Linked DNA regions of Sus scrofa: region 1 is linked to region 2. A link is a contact called in public Hi-C data. All regions are on one chromosome and are shown on one strand. The core of a region is the stretch at or near the end of the contact, and the rest is flanking DNA. Distances in the headings are between cores, read along the strand shown. Region 1 holds the start of PPM1N (probable protein phosphatase 1N). Region 2 holds the start of ERCC2 (TFIIH basal transcription factor complex helicase XPD subunit).

Region 1 (2,837 bases), core at 61-2,560, 110 kb before region 2:
GCGCGTCCTCCATGTGTGCGCGCCAGCCTTGCACTGCGCTCGCCCCGAGACGCAGGCCCCACGGTGCTACCGCACCCCCGTGTGGCCGCTGGGCGCAACGCGGCGCGTCCAGGAGGGACTGAGGACAGCCTGGAGACCTGCTCTCTTCGTCCTCCTCCACCTCCTCTTCCTTGCGAGCTGGCCAGAGACGTCCCAGCAGGCGGGTAAGGACCGCCATCTTTCAGCCTGGAGATCAGGAAGGTTTCACCCTCTGCACCTGCTAACTGAGCCCCCCCCCCGCGCACCTCCACTAATCCCCTACACTGTGAGATTTTAAACTACCTAAATCTTCCTATGCCCTTGACCTGCACTCGAGTCACTAGAAGGGATTGAACTCTTCAATCTCCTCTCTTCCACACCTTCAAAGCGAGGTTTGGAATTTGGGTCAGGGGAAAAATGATCAGAGCACCAAACTAGCACTGCGAACTGCACACCATTTTACATCATCATCTCCAATCTACCGAAAAGGAAACTGAGTCACAGATGTAAACAAGTGTTACAGGGAAACAGTCTCTAGAATCTGCATTTTCAACGCTGGTCTTTGGGTCCCCAGCTCTGATCTGGTCAAGCTCCGCCCACATCAGTGATTCCCAACCCGGTTTCAAAGGCTTTAAATTATTTTTAGGTCAATCCCTCCCCTCTCGATCTCCTCCCGGGATTTCAATCACTTCCCTTCCACACCCGGTCCATCCATTCAAGCCTCCTGCCTCAGAGGCTTCTGAGGTTCTCAGTCCGAGATCTGCTTCTAGCTCCGCCTCTTAGCTACAGGCCTAGCCCCGCCCCCTTGGTTACGCCCACCTTGTCCTTTGCCTGTTCTGCTCTATTCCCTGTAGGCCACGCCTCTAGCTCCTCTGTCTCTGACTAGACCCGCCCAACGCTGAATAATTCTACATTGGCTTAAGATTCACCTGTGCTTGAGCTCCTCCTCTTTTCTCAAAACTTTCTGAGTAGTTTCTTCCCGCTCCCTTTCCCACTCCTTCTGAGAATCTAGGCTCATACCTTACCTCCTTGCAATCTTTATACCCTCTCCGCAATGCCACCTCTAGCTCCACCCCAACCCACTCTGAGATCCACGCCCCCATCCTTTGCGCCTAGGTTCTTTCGTCATTATCTCCCCGAGCCCCTCATCCTACTCTAGGCCCTGCTCTTTTTTCCCTAACGGCCCCGCCCTCTTCTGTCTAGACCCCGCCCTTCAGACCGCCTTCCATGCCTGCTCGGACTGTAGCCTACCGTCCTAGCTCCGCCCCTCTTTTAGGAAGGACACACCCACCTCTAGCCTCCCGGTGTTTCCCCGCCCCTCTTGCCCTCCCTCAAGTTCCGCCCCTCCTCCTGTTCTCTGGCCCCGCCCCCGGCCCCAGAGCTGCAGTGCCCCCCCCCCAGCGGCCCCGCCCGCCCCCGCGGAGCGGAGCTGAGGGCGGCGGCAGCGGCGGCGGCGGCGGCTGCTGGAGCGGCCCGGGAGGAGGAGGCGGCGAGGATGGCGGCGGCGGCGGCGTCCTGGGCGCGGCGGAGATGAGCGCCCGCGGCCCCAGGCCCAGGGCGGCGTGGCCGGAGTGGGCGGGGGTCCCGATGCAGGCCCGGGGAGGGCCATGGGGCAGGTCCTGCCGGTCTTCGCCCACTGCAGTGAGTAGAGGGAGGCTCAGGCCTGGTGTGGGGCCCAGAGGCCCGGGTGGGCTCCTCTCCGGTTTCCCTTCCGACACTGACCACAGGAGAGCTGAGATGGGAGAAGAGGTGAAGGAGACAAAGGAAGCTCTCCCCTCCCCCCGTGTTTTAGCGGCGATGGGGGCGACTTGACCCGGAGAACCTGAGTGATTCGGGGCAGAGGTGGGGGGCACTGAGATAGCCAGCGGGGGGCGCACTGGGTGCTGAGATGTGCCACGGGGCTCCGCCCGGGGATGAGGAAGATCTCTAGGAGCTGTCCCCTCGCCGTGGTGCTGGCCGTAGCCAGCGGCGAAGAGATTTGAAAGGAGGGGTAGAGCCAGAATGGAGAAGAGGGGTCTGACTCCCCCTATCCCATCACCCATCTTTGCATCCCACCTCCATTTTCTGCCCAGACTCCAAGGAAGCCCCGACCTTGCCCAAATTGTCTAATGCCCAAATTCTGGGGAAACAGCCATCCCTGAGTTGGGGCTGGGACTCCTAGGTCCTTAGCAGGTTTTACCACTGATTAATAGTAACCCTGGAGGAGACCCACTCCACTCCAGGCCTCTGATTCCTGGCCTCCTATCCCCAGCTGAGCAAAAGAGGTGGGGGCAGGGCAGGGGGAGGCATCTGATTGCAATTTCCAAGCAGTATTGACACCTCCTGCAGGCAAAGCCCCAAGTTATCTCTGAGGGGCTGGATTCCACAACTGAAAATGCCTTGTCTGAGCCTCATGATCTCTGAGCCCAGGGCTCTTAACAGCTCTTGTCTAACGTTGTCTGTCTCACACCCCTGTGGTTCTGACAGCTGGAGATTTCAACACCGGCCAAGCCCCTTACATGTCTTGGGAGTCCAGGTGCCAAAATTCTGAGAAGTTGTTATTTTAACATTGTAGAGTAGCATCCTAACATTGTAAGATCTTGTATTTACCTGGGCTTAGAAAGGAAGGCCCTACATTATCCCCCCACCCCACCCCCTGGCCTTAATTCCCTGCCCTCGTCTCCCATCCCTCTCCCCTTCAGTCGCTCCTCCAGTCACATCTGCACGCTTCTCTGTTTCTGTTTCTCAAGTATGAAAAGCATATTGCTTGTCTAAGGGCCTTGGCCCTGGCTTTTCCCTCTGCCTGAAAGACTCTTCCCGAGATATCCTCATGGCTTCCT
Region 2 (2,700 bases), core at 96-2,595:
ATACTCCTGGAGCTCACAGTCCAGTGGGGGAGACAGAACCATCCCCGGGCTGTGACAACCCAGAGCGGGCAGGGCTGGGATGGGGGTGGCATGGGTAGCGGCACCTGGCCTAGCTGTAAAGCCTTGGGCAAGTGGGGATAATGAAGGAGTTCCCTTCGTGGCTCAGCGGTTAACGAACCTGACTAGGATCCATGAGGATGTGGGTTCAGTCCCTGGCCTCTCTCATTGGGGTAAGGATCTGCCGTTTCCAAGAGCTGTGGTGTAGGTTGCAGACACAGTTCGGATCTGGTGTTGCTGCGGCTGTGGCCAGCAGATGTAACTCTGATTTGACCCCTAGTCTGGAAACTTCAATATACTGTGGGTGAGGTCCTGGGGAAAAAAAAAAAAAAAAAGTGGGGATAATGACACATACCCACACATGGCATTTATCACAGTCAAATGAGAATATACTTTCACAAGTTAGGCAGTGGTTGAAGTATTTAGTGAGACATGACCCTGAGCCTTAAGAGATGCCACACTGGAGTTCCTCTCGTGGTGCAGCAGAAACAAATCCAACTAGGGACCATGAGGTTTTGGGTTTGATCCCCGGCCTCGCTCAGTGGCTAAGGATCTGGTGTTGCCTGTGAGCTGTGGTGTAGGTCACAGACGCGGGAGGCTTGGATCTGGAGTTGCTATGGCTGTGGTGTAGGCCAGCAGCTGTAGCTCCAATTAGACCCCCTAGTCTGGGAACCTCCATGTGCCCCACGTGCGGCCCTAAAAAGCAACAACAACATAAAAAAGATGCCACGCAGGTGCTCCTTGCACTACCACGTACAGGAGAACAGACTGGGAATAACGACCATGTGAGATGTCAAATGGCTGGGTGTAAAGCATGGGATGGCTTCCATTTCGGAGGTTTGTGCTCCCCAAGCCGCATTCCAGCCCCATCTTGCTGTCCTCTGCTTCCACTTGCCTTCAGCGGTGTCCTCTGCGCCTGCAGCGAAGTCTGGGCCACCTTACCCTGCCTCACTTACTCCTCACCCGACCCCTCCCTCAGGAAGCCCTCTCTGATCCCCCAGGCAGGGTCAGGAACCCTCTCTAGGGCCCCCCATTCTAGTCCTGATTACTTTGTTCAAGTGGAGGGGGCATCTTAAAAGCTAGACTATAATAGAATGAAATCAAGTGTGTATTCACTGCTCATAATTCAGACATATGCAGGAAGCCAGAATCCCAGTAAGTAGGATCGATTCTCTCGGTTCTCTTCCTTCCATGTTTTGTTCTTGGTCCTCGGCGATCCTCAGCAATGCCTGTGGTACCGCCCCCCCGCCCCTGCCTTGCCGTGCGCACGCGCATTATCCGATTGACGGCCCCCCAGTGGAGTGACGGGAGGAATCAGCCAATGGTGTCTTGACGAAGGTGGAGCAGAGCCTCGAGGACGCCCTGCGGACCCTGCCTTTACTAGATATTCATGAGGGAGGCGGGCCGACGCTTCTGCGAGTAGCGGCCGGCGCCATGAAGTGAGAGGGGTTCGGGGGCTCGCGGCTTGCGAAGCGGGCGCGGGAGTCTGGACGATGCCAGGACCCGTGGGCGCCCCTGGGGTCCCAGCGGGGCGAGGGGAGGCTGAAGGGGTGGGGTGGGGATAGCCGTGGGGACCCACGGGGCGGTAACGGGGATAGTCAGCGATGAGATGCCAAAGGTACCCAGAGGCTCCTGGGCAACTCGGGGATATCTGGGGAGACCAGCGGGCCAGTTTCGGGCTGGTAACCCCTCTCGGCCTGACGACAGCGGAGTGTGGGTGCTGGAGAGGGGCTGAGGGGACGGGCGACTGACCCGGCAGCCCCTGCCTCCAGGCTCAACGTGGACGGGCTGCTGGTCTATTTCCCGTACGACTACATCTACCCGGAGCAGTTCTCCTACATGCTGGAGCTTAAACGCACGCTGGATGCCAAGGTGGGTGGCTGGGGCTGCCTCACGTGCGTCTAAGACTGAGATTGCAGGACGTCTAGAGTTTGGAAATCTGAGGTCCGTGGGAGGCCAGTACGGCCAAACTTCGTCTTATCTAAAATAATACGGGTTAATAACAGCAGCAGCTAACATTTATCAGAGGCTGCGTTGCTCAGCGGCTGGCTTAGGAACATAAAGAGTTTGGAACCAGCTCCTTGGGTTGGAATCCTGGACCCACAGCTGTGTGCCCTTGGGTAACTCACTTAACCTCCCTGTGAACAGTTTTCACCTCTGTAAAACGAGCCTAGTAATAATACCTACCTTAGAGGTTAATATGAAGGCTCTAGGGGTTAATTCACTACCTAAAGCAGCTGTTCTCAATTAAGGAACGTTTTGACACCCCTCTACCTTCCCCCCCATTCACCGATATCAAGAGACATTCCTGGCTGTCATACTAGTGGGGAGGGGGTGTGGCTGGCATCTAGAGGCCACAGATGCTGCTAAACATTGTAAGGTGCACAGGACAACCCCCCACAATCAAGTTGGGGTTTTTTGGAGGGGGGGCATGCCCAGGGCATGTGGAAATTCCTGGGCCAGGGATCAAACCTGAGCCACAGCAGTGACAATGCCGAATCCTTAATCACTAGACCTCCAGGGAACTCCCAGGTGTTTGTTTGTTTGTTTTTACAATTTTTTAACCCGGGCCTCAGCAGTGAAAACACTGAGTCCTAACCCCTAGACCACCCAGAGAACTCACAATCAAGTATTATCCAGCCC

Evidence for each region. Hi-C and Micro-C count contacts between places; a contact is called where the count stands out from the background.
Region 1: a contact with region 2 is called in a Hi-C map of liver, with 6 times the contacts expected there. The contact joins the promoter of PPM1N here to the promoter of ERCC2 in region 2. A contact is called at or near these places in 2 of 47 Hi-C or Micro-C datasets (heart right ventricle and liver) and 1 of 2 datasets of contacts at active chromatin or transcription factors (alveolar macrophages).

The regions. Positions count from the first base shown.
Region 1 is chr6:51,863,534-51,866,370 of Sscrofa11.1, reverse strand. PPM1N (probable protein phosphatase 1N) reads right to left here and starts at 1,310. Exons shown (of 5, transcript XM_021094558.1): 1 at 1-1,310. The coding sequence starts at 217. It overlaps RTN2 (reticulon 2), which reads left to right and starts at 1,618. Exons shown (of 10, transcript NM_001129960.1): 1 at 1,618-1,659. The coding sequence starts at 1,626.
Region 2 is chr6:51,756,153-51,758,852 of Sscrofa11.1, reverse strand. It overlaps ERCC2 (TFIIH basal transcription factor complex helicase XPD subunit), which reads left to right and starts at 1,345. Exons shown (of 22, transcript XM_021094546.1): 1 at 1,345-1,496; 2 at 1,830-1,929. The coding sequence starts at 1,492.